2 separate regions of the Mus musculus genome follow, and region 1 is linked to region 2. The links are chromatin contacts, called in public HiChIP or PLAC-seq maps. All regions are on one chromosome and are shown on one strand. The core of a region is the stretch at or near the end of the contact, and the rest is flanking DNA. Distances in the headings are between cores, read along the strand shown.

Region 1 (7,131 bases), core at 198-2,697, 240 kb after region 2:
CCATTTGTGTGAAAGTCTGGACTTCTATGTAGCCTTCTGGTCTACATTCTGGGAAACTTAGCCATTTGAAGGTTAGTGACTTGCCTTCCAGCCTTGTTGGGAGGTAGTGTCATAGATTCTTTTTTTTTTTTTTTTTTTTTTTTTCTTTTTGGTTTTTCGAGACAGGGTTTCTCTGTGTAGCCCTGCTGTCCTGGAACTCACTTTGTAGACCAGGCTGGCCTTGAACTCAGAAATCCACCTGCCTCTGCCTCCCGAGTGCTGGGATTAAAGGCATGCGCCTCCACGCCCGGCCAGTGTCGTGGAATCTTAAGGTAGAGCTATGGAAAACGTAATGTGAAGAATAAAACACTAAGCTGGTACATGACTATATCCCCAATACTTCGGAGGCCAAAGCAAGAGAGAGGATCACTAGTTTCAGGCCAGCTTGGGTTACCTCAGACCAGCAGAAACCACAACATCACTAGCCACATTGGATAAGCTGACTCAATGCATTCAACTGTGGAAGTGGGATGAGAAAACCCAAGGCTGCCAATCTGTATCAATTACAATTAATACAATTGTAGTATCAATCTACCAGGCCCATGTTAGAATAAATGTTTCTCAAGTGTGTGAGAACTAGAAGTTAATGAGGTTGGGATGGGAACCAAGGAGATGGTCAGTCCAGGTTCGAAGCCAGTAACTGTTCACTCATTTGATCATTCCATCATTCCCTCACTATTTTCGCCATTCATCAAAGGAAACCAACATCCTGGTTCGCCTGCAGCTGGCATTCTAGGGGGCAATCAAGACAATAAAGCTAAAATAAGTAAAATCCTTAGGTGGCACAAAGGAGGGACCTGCTGGGGAGTGTTCACAGGGTGTGGCTGCCATATTCATTGGGACCATTGGGCAGTGATATTTGCAGTAGGCTACATGTGAAGTTTAGGTCAAAATTGCTAAGTTCATTTATATCCCTAGAAGGTTTATTTTTATTTTTGGTTTTTTGAGACAGGGTTTCTCTTTGTAGCCCCCGGTGTCCTGGAACTTACTCGGTAGACCAGGCTGGCCTGGAACTCAGAAATCTGCCTGTCTTTGCCTCCCAAGTGCTGGGATTTAAGGCGTACACCACCACTGTTCAGCAGAAGTTTATTATTTCAAGTTAATGTGGTTATTTTCATGGAACTGGGGATTAAACCTAGAGCCTCCTGAATACTACTAGGCAAGTGCTCTACTACTGAACTACTCCCCGAATTCCTGTTTTTTATTCTGAGGTAGGGTCTCCTTTAATAGCCTAGGTTGGCTTTGTTCTTCCTCAGCCTGTAGAATATCTGGGAGTTACAGGCCTAGGTCACCAAACACATTAGGTTTTACTGCTAGGAAGAAGCCAGGAGGAGCCCTAAAATCAAAGTACCCTTGTATTCGGGTACTTACGGTCGCAGGCTTGCTTGCGCCACTCCCCCCTGCCTTTGTGTGCGCGTGCGCGAGAATCAGCGCGTCCTTCTGACTGAGCGGCTGCGGCTGGAGCGGAGCAGTTCGGCTAGCTGTTGGATGGCGCGGGGCGGAGCTGGGCGGGCAGTGGCCCTGGGCCTGGTGCTGCGGCTCCTCTTTGGTCTCAGAACAGGCCTAGAGGCCGCTCCGGCTCCGGCCCATACCCGGGTCCAAGTCTCCGGTGAGTGAACCCCCGTTTCTACACCGCTTTTGATCCCGCCTCCACGCGCTGGCATCGCCTCACTATTGGCTGCGCCGCCCATCGGTCGTTGACACTCCCCCAGCACGCGTGTTTGGCTTTAGCGTGGGTAGAGTGGAGAGAATCGGCCCTCTGTGCGTGCAGAGGGGACCGCCACATGGGTGCCTTCTCCTGTGTTCTGCTCAGCTTCCTCCCTTATTCCTGCGCTGTCCCTAAGTCACCTCCAAGCCGTCCTTCAGCTCAATGTGGGCTGGAAGGCTTTTGTTTCTGATTTTGACCTCTCACCACGCAGGGCTGGTCACCCGGTACCTTCTTGCAGCAGGTATGCCTTCCCGAAACCTTCAGCCCTGAGGCTGCAGTTCTGTGGCTGTTCTTTCAGCACCCAGAGCTTCAGTTTTTCCTTGTATTCCTGCCTCAGAGAATGGAAGGAAGAGCCCTGGAGTGTATTTCCCCTGTGAACCCCAATCTTGGCCAGGAACCTGTCCCGGGCAGGACGAGGAGGCCCGATTGTGACCACTGGCCACTACTGACCATCCACTCTGTATGAGAATAGGTCTTAACTGTTTCAAGGTTTTTTTGGTTTGTTTGTTTTTGTTTCTGTTTTTAGGTTTTTATTATGTTTTGATTTTTTTTTTTTTTTTCCAAACAGGGTCTCACTTTATAGCTCTGGCTGTCTGCAACTTGCTATATAGACTAGGCTGGGCTTGAACTCCTAGAGATCCACCTCCCAAGTACTGGGATTAAAGGCAGGCACTAGTTCCCCTTTTTTTGAGACAGGGACTTACTATATAACACAGGCTGGACTGCTGTTTTCAACTTGTGCCTTAGGCTCCCCAGCACAGGGATTATTAGGTATGGACCATTGTATTTGGCTGTTTATGGATCTGTACCCATAAACTACCCCTCCTCCCACTTTCGGCTGTTTTGTAGCTCCAAGCAGTCTTCTTGTTCCAGCATCCCAGGAGCTGGACTTACTATTGAGCAACATTAAGTCTGGCCTTAGTATTCCTCTTTTACAGATGAGGACATAGACTGGGAGGAGGAATCATGGGTCATCCTGACTCCTGTCTGATTAATTGCCCCCAAGAGGTATAGGGTCTGCTCTGCTCTGGGCCCATTCCAAGAAAATACAGAGTCAGGAAGAGAAGGTCTGAGTTGGCAGGACTGTGAGTTGTTAGGCATGGAGAGGAGGCTATGCTGGGCAGGAAGGGGTGGTGGCCAGGGCTTGTATTCAGTTCTTCAGCTCTCTGGAGCTTCTGAACTGTGTGGTATGCAGGTATAATTGCGTTTGACTACAAGGAGAGGGAGGGAGGGGTCTTGGAGGCTCTGGCTCTGTGTGTGAGGTAGGAAGCTCTAAAGGCTCCCTCCTGTCTTTGTTCATTCCTTCCTGCTGGCCCAAGTACCAGGTCTCTTCACTGCCTGCCCCTCTTGATCAGCAAACAGCCCCGGCTTCCCTGGAAAGGCTTAGGTTTTATCTGGGTCAATGTGGACCCTCACATGACTTGTTCACACACTGTCAGGCACTAGACATGGCCATGAGGCCACGTCCCTGACTTTCACTGAGAGTGTTCAGTCAATAGGAATATGGATGTTACTAGTTAGGGACTGTTGTTTGTGGGAGGCAGAGCTTCCTGGGGAACATGAGACACTGCCCAAGATATAAACTAAGATCTGAAAGCTGAAGAAGAATCACACCTATAGAGTGGAAGGACAAGGTGGGCTGTGGCTGGGGTATATAGCTCAATGGTAGAATGTTTGCTTGATGTGCAAAACGGTCTAGACTCCTCTTCCTCTGAATACAGAGTGGAAGAAGGGCCCTTGGGTTGTGGAAGGCACGTGCAAAGGCCCTGTGATGAAAGCGAGTCAAGTCTCTTAGATAAACTACGAGGAGGAGGCCAGGATAGAGGGGTTTGATGGAGAAGGGAAGGATTTAGCCTTGGATGTGAGAGGACCTGGGTCCCGTGGGATAGTGGGTGATCAGAGTAGATAAGAGTGTGATATTCTGGCCTGGTGGAGATTCGGTACTAGGGGTCTAGTTCAGAGGTGACATATTTAGGTCAAGCTGAGTGTTTTCACCTGGGAAGAACTTGGGAGATGAGGGAATAGGTCTTGGCGAGTACACATGATCACCATGCTTTAAGTCAAGGTCTTCCTATATAACCCTAACTGGCCTGGAACACAGAGTCCTTCTGCCTCCAACCTCCTGCATACATATAATACCATGCCTGGCTTTTGAGCAGATTTACTACCCAGGCTCTCAGTTTCCCCTTTGCTAAGCAGGTGGGTTAGACTAGGTCCCCCTGACCTTGATCATGAGTCTCTTGCAGAGCATGTTGGGGAACGGCTCTTCTCCGAGCCCGTTTAAACTATGGAGCTTGGTGGTCTCCAATGTAGACTTTGTGGCCATTTGGAGCATTTGGAGCCTAATAGTGTCAAGGGTCAGTAAGACCTGGGTTTGAGTCCCGACTTTTGTCACCAGCTCTGTGTGGTCATAGTGTTTCAGAAGACTGGAGCCTAGCAGCATTCATGAACTTCCAGGGCCCCAAACCCAGGGCTCTGTAGAGGGTGGCTATCAATATAGTTTCTTTACCCTTTCTTTACATCGCTTATCTCTAGCTGATTGCAGCTCATAACTGTCCTCTTGAAAGATATTCTAGATTTGGATCCCCCAACCCTCCCAAGGCCTCATTTATGTTCATTTCTCAGGCTCTAGAGCTGACTCCTGCCCGACAGACACCTTCCAGTGTCTTACCAGTGGCTATTGTGTGCCCCTTTCCTGGCGCTGTGATGGGGACCAGGACTGCTCTGATGGCAGTGACGAGGAAGACTGTAGTAAGTGGCCATTCCTGGAGAGGGGCTTGAGGATGGGTGTTTACACTGCTGCCAGGCATGGAGATTAGGGGATTAGGAAAAGACTGGTTGTAGGGCTGGATAAGCAGGGCAAGGTGGAGTCTGTGGGTCTGGACTGTTGGGATTGCTTTATACCCAGCGCTCTAGAGACATAGGTAGGCAGGCGTACGGGGAGGGTGAGCAGGTAAAGGAGGAGCCTGATGGGAAGCCGAGGGCTTAGTAGGTGGAGTTGACAGGTGTTGCACAGAGACTTCCCATAGGGCAAGCCTTTACACACAGACTTCTTTATTTTACTTAGTGTGTGTCTGGGTACAAGTGTGTGCAGGAGTGTTTGCCAGCATGTCTGTGTGTATGTAGGGCTGGAGCTTGACACTGGTGGTGTCCTTTGTTGCTCTCCACCTTACTTTTGAGACCATCTTTCACTAAAATTGACAATCCCCCAGCACGCGCCTTTGGATTTAGTGTGGGGAGAGTGGAGAGAATCAGCTAGAATGGTTTGTTCCAGGGAGCCCCAAGATCCAGCCATGTGTACTCTTAGCCTTGTGGTTAGAGATGTGCCCTGCTGCACCTGGCCTTTACTAGGTACTGGGGATCAAACTCATTCAACATGTTTGTACTACAAGCACTTTGCCCTCTGAGTTATCTCCTCAGCTCTGAGGAAGCTGCTTTCATACATTTATTTTGTATGTCCCAGGATGGCCTGAAAGTCTCTATGTCGATCAGGCTGGCTTCATACTCACAGAGATCTATCTGCCTTTGCCTCCCAAGTGCTGGGATTAAAGTAGCTAAAGGAACGAGATGCTTTTAGTTTTTAGTTTAGTTTGCTACTTGTGGAAGAAGTTAGGATTTAGAGCGGATTGGGTAACCAGAGCACTGGGATTTCTTCTTTGTGTGAGTGTGTGTGTGTGTGTGTGTGTGTGTGTGTGTGTGTGTGTATGAGAGAGAGAGAGAGAGAAAGAGAGAGAGAGAGAGAGTGAGTTAGGGTTTCTTTACATATTGATAGCTGTCTTAGAACTCACTATGTAAGCCGGGGCGTGGTGGCGCACGCCTTTAATCCCAGCACTCGGGAGGCAGAGGCAGGCGGATTTCTGAGTTCGAGGCCAGCCTGGTCTACAAAGTGAGTTCCAGGACAGCCAGGGCTATACAGAGAAACCCTGTCTCGAAAAACCAAAAAAAAAAAAAAAAAAAAAAAAAAAAAAAAAAAAAAAGAACTCACTATGTAGACTAGGCTGGCCTCCTCTTCCAAGTGCTGGGATTAAAGGTGTGCACCACCGTGCCTGGCATACTGCATTTTCTTGCATGGATGTTTTGAATCTGATTGACTCTATGTTTCAGGGATTGAGTCATGTGCTCAGAATGGGCAGTGCCAACCACAGTCTGCCCTTCCTTGCTCCTGTGACAACATCAGTGGTTGCTCTGATGTCTCTGACAAGAACCTCAACTGCAGCCGCCCACCCTGTCAGGAGAGTGAGCTGCATTGCATACTGGATGATGTCTGTATTCCACACACGTGGCGCTGTGATGGCCACCCAGACTGTCTTGACTCCAGTGATGAGCTCAGCTGTGGTCTGTGTCCTGGGATCTTGGTATACCTGTGTGGGTGGGGAAGGCTGACAGTTATTTAAGGACATTTCTTTCCTTCCATGGGTGACTAGTTTGAGGATGTAAACACACGCTTCCTCCCAGGCCTTCGTCCCTGTGCTGGTGGACAGGACATCATGAGGATTAGTGATTTCCCACCAACTTTACTCTGTCTTAGATCAGGATGAATTCTAAGAGTTGGGCACTGGAAACCTTGTGTACCAGACTGCTAAGCCCTGGGCGCCCCTCAGCTACTGATGCCTTGCCTTGTTGCAGACACTGACACAGAAATTGATAAGATATTCCAGGAGGAGAATGCCACAACTACAAGGATTTCTACGACCATGGAGAATGAGACCTCTTTCAGGAATGTAACATTTACCTCTGCTGGGGACTCATCCCGAAACCCAAGTGCCTATGGGGTTATTGCAGCTGCTGGTAAGATAGGCTTTCCCATGTGAGGAACTTGGGGCTCTCCACTTACTAGTCTGCGATAGTTCCTGCCCTCCTTATCCTACTCCTGACCATCTGTCTGTCCCCTACAGGGGTGTTGAGTGCCATCCTGGTTTCGGCCACCCTTCTCATATTGCTACGCCTCCGAGGTCAGGGTTATCTGCCCCCACCAGGGCTGTTGGTGGCTGTGAAGGAGTCGCTGCTGCTGTCAGAAAGGAAAACCTCTCTGATCTGAGGACACATGGTTACCACCTGGCCCTGAGTGCAGTCAGACTGGGACAAAGGAGCCGTGAAACACGCAAGGAGCTTCTGGCTTCTCAGCTTTGAGACCTGGGCTCTTTGGAGCACAGAGAACTTTGATTTTTAAGCTTCTACAGATATGGTCCTAGAGACTGGGGTCCTCAGACACTCCCGCTGTATGTGGTGAGCTTGGCTGGAAACTTGCCATAGCCAGGACTGAGGGGCTGGCCCCAGGACGCTCTCAAGAAATGGGGCTACTGTGGTTTAGACACTCCTGCTGCTCACATTGATGGGTGGCTATTAAAGTTTCTTCACCCCTCTGTCTGCCTCTAGCCTGTTTC
Region 2 (7,190 bases), core at 4,073-6,572:
AATGACACACAGACACACACAGACAAACACACATTTTTAAAGAGTGAAAAGTATAAAAAGATAATAAAACGAAGAGAGAAGATGACGGGGTAGGTAGATGAAGGGAGAGTTGAGGTTGACGTTGGAGATACAGCTCAGTGACAGTGCATTTGCCTAGCATATTTGAGGTCCTGGGTCCCATCCTCAGCACCAGAGAGAGACAGAGACAGAGAGAGTGCATGTGCTGGTCTGGTAGTACACAACACCTATAATCCCAGCCTTCCAGAGGCTGAGGCAGGAGGCTCTAAGTTCAAAGTCAGAGTAAAGGTACATAGCAAGACCCTGACGGGGTGAAGGGGAAGCTTTCGTTACTTTGTGACACCACTGTGTGACCTTCATCAGACCTTGTCACCTCTCCAAGCCTCAGTTTCCCCATATGGAAATGAGGCAAAGTAAGAGCCACCCTCCAGGACTGGAATGAGGATTAAACAAAGCAGGAAGTCACCTGCATAGTGCCTGAGACATAAGTACGTACTCAGAAAAGGCCCTGTTTACTGGCCAGTTCTTGGGGGACCAGATCAGGGAGAGGACAAATACAGGGTATAGTGTGGTGGTGCCCCTTAGGTAGACTAAAGAGCCCCCATTTGTGCAGAGATCCCTTTCTCATTGTCCTTCTCTATTCCTTTGTTCATTCCTTCTGCTCCTCTCCCCCATTCTGCTTCTCCCCCTCCTAATATATATACAGATACAGATATACATGTATATTATTAGATGTAATATATATATATGTATGTATGTATATGAATATGAGAGAGAAAGAGAGAGAGGTCTGAATGTCTCAAAAGTTAAAATTCCCACCTAGAATCTGCTAGTAGGGACTGAGAGGGCGAGCTAAAGGATGAGACCCTGACTAGAATCCCCCAGTGAGGGGCTGGCATGGCCGTTTAATGATGGAGCCATTGCCTAGCCTAAAAATCCCTGTGCTCCATTCCTCAGCACCATAAAAAGAAAAAAAGTTCAAAGTATTACTAATAGAAATTATTACCTAACAATATCAACCAACCGGACACCCCAGAGCTCCCAGGGACTAAACCACCAACCAAAGACACATGGAGCAACCCATGGCTCCAGCTGCATATGGCCTCCAGTAGCAGAATGACCTTGTCCGGCATCAATGGGAGGAAAGGCCATTGGTCCTGTGAAGGCTCGATGCTCCAGTGTAGGGGAATACCAGGGCAGGGAGGCGATAGTGTGTAGGTGGGTGGGGGAGCACCCTCACAGAAGCAGGGGGAGTGGGAATAGGATTGGGGTTTGCGAAGAGGAAATGGGGAAAGGGGATAAAGTTTAAAATGTTAATAAATGAAATATCCAATAAAAAATTTTTTACCTACAATGCAAGCACTAGCAGCTGAAGCAGGAGTCTCCAGCCCTGTGAGTTCCAGACCATGCTATGCTACAGAATGAGACCTTGGGAAGGAAGGGAAAGGCTGAGTAGAGAGGAGGGGAAGAAGGTGGGAGAAGTAAAGGGTTATCAAAGAACAAAGGTGCAAATGTGTAAAACTGTGCCTAGGAAAACTTAGTTGTAACATGTAAGACAGGACACAGGAGGGGGCAAATGGGGGGAGGAAAGAGAATGAGAGGATGGGGAAGAGAATCCCAGCTTCCTAATTATTGCAGGCAAAATTCCCACAAGAAATTAATCCTCCAAAAATTGACACACGGTAGAAAAAATACATAGAATAAAAAGAGCTAGGCCAAAGCCTTCTTTTTCTGAAGACAGAGTCCCATGAAACCCTGGCTGGCCTCCACCTCACTGTGCATCTTTAAACTTTGGTTCCTCCTATCACCACCTCATACCTGGTGCATCACAGCCACGGGTTTTGGTAGTTCTGGGGGTGGAGCCCAGACTTTGTGAATACTAAGCAAACACCCTGCCAACCGAGGTACATCCCAGTCCCTCTGGTAAAGCTATATAAGAAAAATTAAAATTTGAGGTTGGCTATAGTAGCTTATCGCTATATGCCAACACTTAGGAGGCTGAGGTATTGGGACCAGTTCCAGACCAGTTTAGTAAGAGACCCTGTCTCAAAAAATTTATTTGTGGGGGACTGGAGAGATGGCTCAGTGGTTAAGAGCACTGACTGCTCTTCTGAAGATCCTGGGTTCAAATCCAAGCAACCACATGGTGGCTCACAACCATCTGTTATGAGGTCCGATGCCCTCTTCTGGAGTGTCTGAAGACAGCTACAGTGTACTCACATATAATAAATAAATAAATCTTTTTTAAAAAAATGTATTATGACAAAATTTTTAGTGTGCAGACTTGAATTTTGGGAAACTTTACTAAGTGAGAACTATTAACACATGACAAGTTAGTGGTCAGTTTTTATTAGAATGGGGATGGGGGAAACGGAATTATTTGTTGAGAGTTTTGTTTTTGATGAGGTCTCACTATGTAGCCCTGGCTAGCCTGGAATTTTCTACATATATCAGGCTGGCCTCAAACTCAAAGATCCCCCTGAATGCTGGATTAAAGGTGCGTACCAACCACGTGTTCTGGTACATCCCTTTAATGCCACCTCTCAGAGGCAGAAGAGGATCTCTCTGTGAGTTTAAGGCCAGCCTGGTCTACACTGTAATTTCCAAGACAGCCAGGGTCATGTGGAGAGAATCTGTCTCAAATAAATAAGCAAATAAACAAATAAATTTTGTAAATATTTTACTTCTTTTATGTGTATGGGTGTTTTACCTGCCTATATGTCTGTATTCCATGTGCATGAAGTACCTGTGGCAGCCAGAAGAGGGCATCAGACCCCTGAAACTGGAGTTACAGAGAGTTGTAAGCCACCATGTGGGTGCTAGGAACCAAACCAACCCAGGGCCTCTGGAAAAGTAGCCAGTGTTCTTAATCACTGAACCATCTCTTCAATTCCCTAAATGGGAAGAACTTGTGGGTGCAGTCATGAAGAGAAAACAAAAACTATTTTGGATGTTGAGAATGTTGCTCATTTGATAGAGTGCTTGCCTAGTACACACAAAGCCCTGGGTTCCTTTTAGCAGCCCATAAACCAGATGTAATGGTGCATGCCTATCATCCCAGCACTTAGGGAGAGGCAGAAGGATCAGGAGTTCAAGGTTATCCTCAACTGCATAGCAAGAGTGAGGCTATCCAGGAGGGTCCATGAGAAGTCAGGGACTTGAGAGATGCCACTCGCCACTCTCCCTCCCTCCTGTCCAGCTTTTCCTCCTGGAAGAGATGCGAGAGAGGAAGTTTGACGGCTTCGCTCGCACTATCCAGAAAGCCTGGCGGCGCCATGTAGCAGTCCGAAAGTATGAAGAGATGCGGGAAGAAGGTGAGGGGCCTTCATTAGGAGGCTCAGTCTGGGGGCAAGAGGATTAAGGAGAGGCCATGACTTTTAACTACACACATGTCCGCTCAGCTTCTAACATCCTACTGAACAAGAAGGAACGAAGGCGAAACAGCATCAACCGTAACTTCGTTGGGGACTATCTGGGACTGGAGGAGCGGCCTGAGCTGCGCCAGTTCCTGGCTAAAAGGGAACGAGTGGACTTTGCCGACTCAGTCACCAAGTATGACCGCCGCTTCAAGGTGAGACCTGGGTGGGTGTTTGCATCTGAGGCTGTGCCTCTGCTGAGGAAGCACACCAGAAGCATACCGTAACCCATGGGACCCAGATGCACCTTTCCACATAAGTGTGCTCACCTAGCCTCCAGTCATCCTCTCTCGCAGACATGCCCCCACCAGGCCCAGACACGCCTATCCACAAGGAAAACCTCCACTGTGGTAGATACTGGTGTCCATCAAACAGGACCTCATGCAGCTGTAGCGGAATTGGCAGAGCGCTTGCTTAGCATGCACCCTGTGTTCCATTCCCAGTGCTACATAAACGAGGCATGGTAGCTAATGTCTACAATCCCAGCTCTTGGGGGAGGGGAGGGAGATCAGGATTTCATGGCCATCCTCTACTATAGAGTGAGCTCTGGGTCAGCCTGAGCTATATGCAACCCTGGGTGGAGGAAAAGGAAACATCTCACGCTGCACTGTCACACCCAGCCCCACACCCACAGCCGGTAATAGAGCTGTCATTCAGGCCTGTCCTTGTGTAACCCAGACAGACCTACATCAGATGCACCCTCATTTTACCAGATGTCTCTACTATGACATAGTCACCTGATCCAGAAGCCCTATTCCCCAGGACCACTTCCCTCACCTGGCTTAGACACACATGTCCATTGTACCTTAACTTGACTCTGAAGCCCCTGTCTATATAAACACTCTAACCAGGTCAAGGAAGCCTTGTTCACAAGTGCACGCCTGACTGTTCCAGAAATCATTAATAGTCATGACCAATTAACATAATCTAGAAAATCCCTTATAGACATGCAGTTGTATGGATGTATATATGAGATGAGATGGGAAGATGGCAGGCACAGCAGGTCAAGGTGCTTGCTCACAACCCTGAAGACCTGAGTTCAATCCCTAGAACCCAGTTGGTAGAGGGAAAGAACCAACTTCCACAGGCTGTTCTCTGACCTCCATGCCATGTCTACAGATACACACAAAATAAATAACTGTAAAAATAAAATATAACTAACCGTCATACCCCACCTTCCTATACAACTCATAGATTCATGTGGTTCATATACACATATGCCCCTTACTTGTGACCATGTCTTTTCTTTTATTCATTCCTTTGAGCCAAGGCTGGCCTAAAATGAACAATCCTCCTCCCCTAACCTCCCAAGCCCCACCCGAGATTACAAGTGTGTGCCACCCCTAACCTCCCAAGGCCTGAGATTACAAGTGTGTGCCACCCCTAACCTCCCAAGGCCTGAGATTACAAGTGTGTGCCACCCCTAACCTCCCAAGGCCTGAGATTACAAGTGTGTGCCACCACAAAAGACTGGGCAATATGCTCTTACCTGCCTCTGTGATGTGCATTCAATCACTCAAGCCATCAATATTCTCCCCCCCCACACACACACACTTCCCCCAAGATAGGGTTCCTCTAAAGTACTGAGATGTAAAGTGTATGCCACCAGTACCTGACCTCAATCCATACCTTTACAAAAGCTGAGCTGAGGGCGTGTGGCTCAGTGTGTGCTTGGGTCTGCTAGGAAGCATTGTGAATCCCAAAAAACCACCAGGGAGCTGTTTCCAATGCAATCGAATCAGGGTCTCTTTATTACAAGCTCAGGCTTGGGCTCTCCTCCAGCCCAATCCTGACACATCAGAACAGGAAGGCGGAGCAGCCTGAACCCTCAGCAGGACAATCTATTTTAGGAAATGGGAACAAGTGAGGGGTACCCAGCCTGGCAAGCATCTAATAGAATGACAATAAGCTGACAGGTGGGCAATCTAAAGCAAGACCACATCTAGTCACAACCAGTCTGCAAGTCCATCTGAAACAATCAGACTAATCTTTGATTAACTGTTGCTAGGAAGTATCTAGGGAGTAAATCTGCGGTATGGGCTAAGGAGAAGCCAAGGAGTCCTTTCTGGTAGTTGGGTGCGGCTCGGGTTCAGCTGCAGTTCAAGTTCTCAGGCTTTTTTTTTTTTTTTCTTTAAGATGGAGGCTGATACCAAGATGGAGTAGATTTGGCCTCTTATGCTTAGCATGCAAGGCTTCCATCCCCAGCACAGATGTATACACATGCATACAGTTTTGTGAACTTTTCCTAGAGAGACTAACAAAATGTCTCTTTACTCCAAATAGGACACTAACGATAGAGCGAAGAAATGATTCCGTCAAAGTGTAGCTCAGAGACAGGACAAGTTTATTCTGGGTTATTTCCAGAGACGTGGATCAGAGATTAGTTACTTACAGAAGCACTGGCAACTTAAAATAAGCTGGAGAAAAATACCTCCCATTCTCCCACACAAACCATTAACTGCCTAGAGATCTTCAAGGAAAGACAGGGCCACATGAGTCCCTCGCCCGAAATCAAAAGTTAGTAGGCCCAATCTTGTGCAAGTCTCTTGAGGGTAAATTTGGCTGCAGAGGGCAACAGCCATGTCATACCCAGAAGACAGCATTCCACAACACACACACACACACACACACACACACACACACACACACACACACACACACAGCTATCAGGTATTTCTTTTATCTTCTACCTGTCAACTAGCCCTGACATACATTTTCTAAACAATATAACCTCACCTTTACTCTATTTCTTACATGATTTAGCAACTCACACACAAAGAGATTTCCCAGTCACTTGCCCTGAAAGCTCCACCCTTGTCTAGGGTTGATCCTCTGGCCAGGCTGCCCATCCCCTGGGGACCACCCATCAGCTTCTGGCTTTGTCTTCCTGCAGCCTATCAAACGGGACTTGATCCTGACCCCAAAGTGTGTGTATGTGATTGGGAGAGAGAAGGTGAAAAGGGGACCAGAGAAGGGTCTAGTGCGTGAAGTCCTGAAGAAGAAACTGGATATCCAGGCCCTCCGAGGGGTGTCTCTCAGGTAAGGCCAAGTAGCCACCTGTCCTGTGGTAACCCACCTGTCAGGTGTTCCTGGGCTGCCTCCTTGCTTGTTACCATGGTAACTTTAGGTGCTATTATACCTATAGCTGTCTTGCTGCTACCTGCCACATTCACTTGCCTCTACTTTCATGATCTTCAACAAACTATTTGATTACATTTTATTTGGGGGAAGGGGCACACATCACAGCACATGAGTGGAGGTCTGTGCAAAGGCATTCCACCAAGTGGGTCCCAGAGAATGCAACTCAGGTCCTGCCCTACTTTCATGATCTTTGTGTGGAGACAATTTCTGTCCCTCTTCCTACCTGACCTCTGGTCATTCTCAGTTACCACCTTCCCAGGCTCCTCCTTCTCCCTTCCCCCAGCTTGATCTTCATAGATTGGACCCTACACATCATGTCTTCCTACACCCTCATTTCATGCTCTCTTACTTTTTTCCCAGCACCCGACAGGATGACTTCTTCATCCTTCAAGAAGAGGCTGCGGACAGCTTCTTAGAAAGTATCTTCAAGACCGAGTTTGTCAGCCTTCTGTGCAAGCGTTTTGAAGAGGCAGCGCGCAGGCCCCTTCCCCTCACCTTCAGTGACCTGTACGCCCCTCAATCCATAGCCAGCTTGGGCACCATCCTCCGCCCGACCTATGGGCCGTACACCCTACCTACTGCAGGGTCCCGGGCACCAGTAGGGTGTGGAAGAGG

What was found. HiChIP or PLAC-seq counts read pairs in DNA pulled down with a chosen protein or histone mark.
Region 1: an H3K27ac HiChIP or PLAC-seq map of embryonic stem cells shows a contact between it and region 2, with 20 read pairs. The contact joins the promoter of Cd320 here to the enhancer-like site in region 2. A contact is called at or near these places in 4 of 39 promoter capture datasets (erythroid cells, liver, pre-B cells and 1 more), 1 of 484 Hi-C or Micro-C datasets (bone marrow-derived macrophages), 6 of 115 datasets of contacts at active chromatin or transcription factors (bone marrow-derived macrophages, embryonic stem cells and stem cell-derived neural progenitor cells) and 3 of 9 other capture datasets (adipose tissue, liver and pancreatic islet).

The regions. Positions count from the first base shown.
Region 1 is chr17:33,841,644-33,848,774 of GRCm38.p6, forward strand. Cd320 (CD320 antigen) reads left to right here and starts at 1,448. Exons shown (of 5, transcript NM_019421.3): 1 at 1,448-1,648; 2 at 4,373-4,498; 3 at 5,852-6,082; 4 at 6,374-6,535; 5 at 6,643-7,131. The coding sequence starts at 1,528. The coding sequence ends at 6,785.
Region 2 is chr17:33,594,724-33,601,913 of GRCm38.p6, forward strand. Myo1f (myosin IF) reads left to right here. Exons shown (of 28, transcript NM_053214.2): 20 at 3,218-3,332; 21 at 3,420-3,589; 22 at 6,328-6,473; 23 at 6,936-7,082. Among named protein-coding and RNA genes, the nearest start is that of Zfp414, 31 kb to the right of the region's middle. Within about 2 kb of position 5,323, at least 4 of the 459 cell types and tissues checked have an H3K27ac peak or open chromatin away from gene starts, as enhancers often do. A contact at or near this core is called in embryonic stem cells, where this site is marked.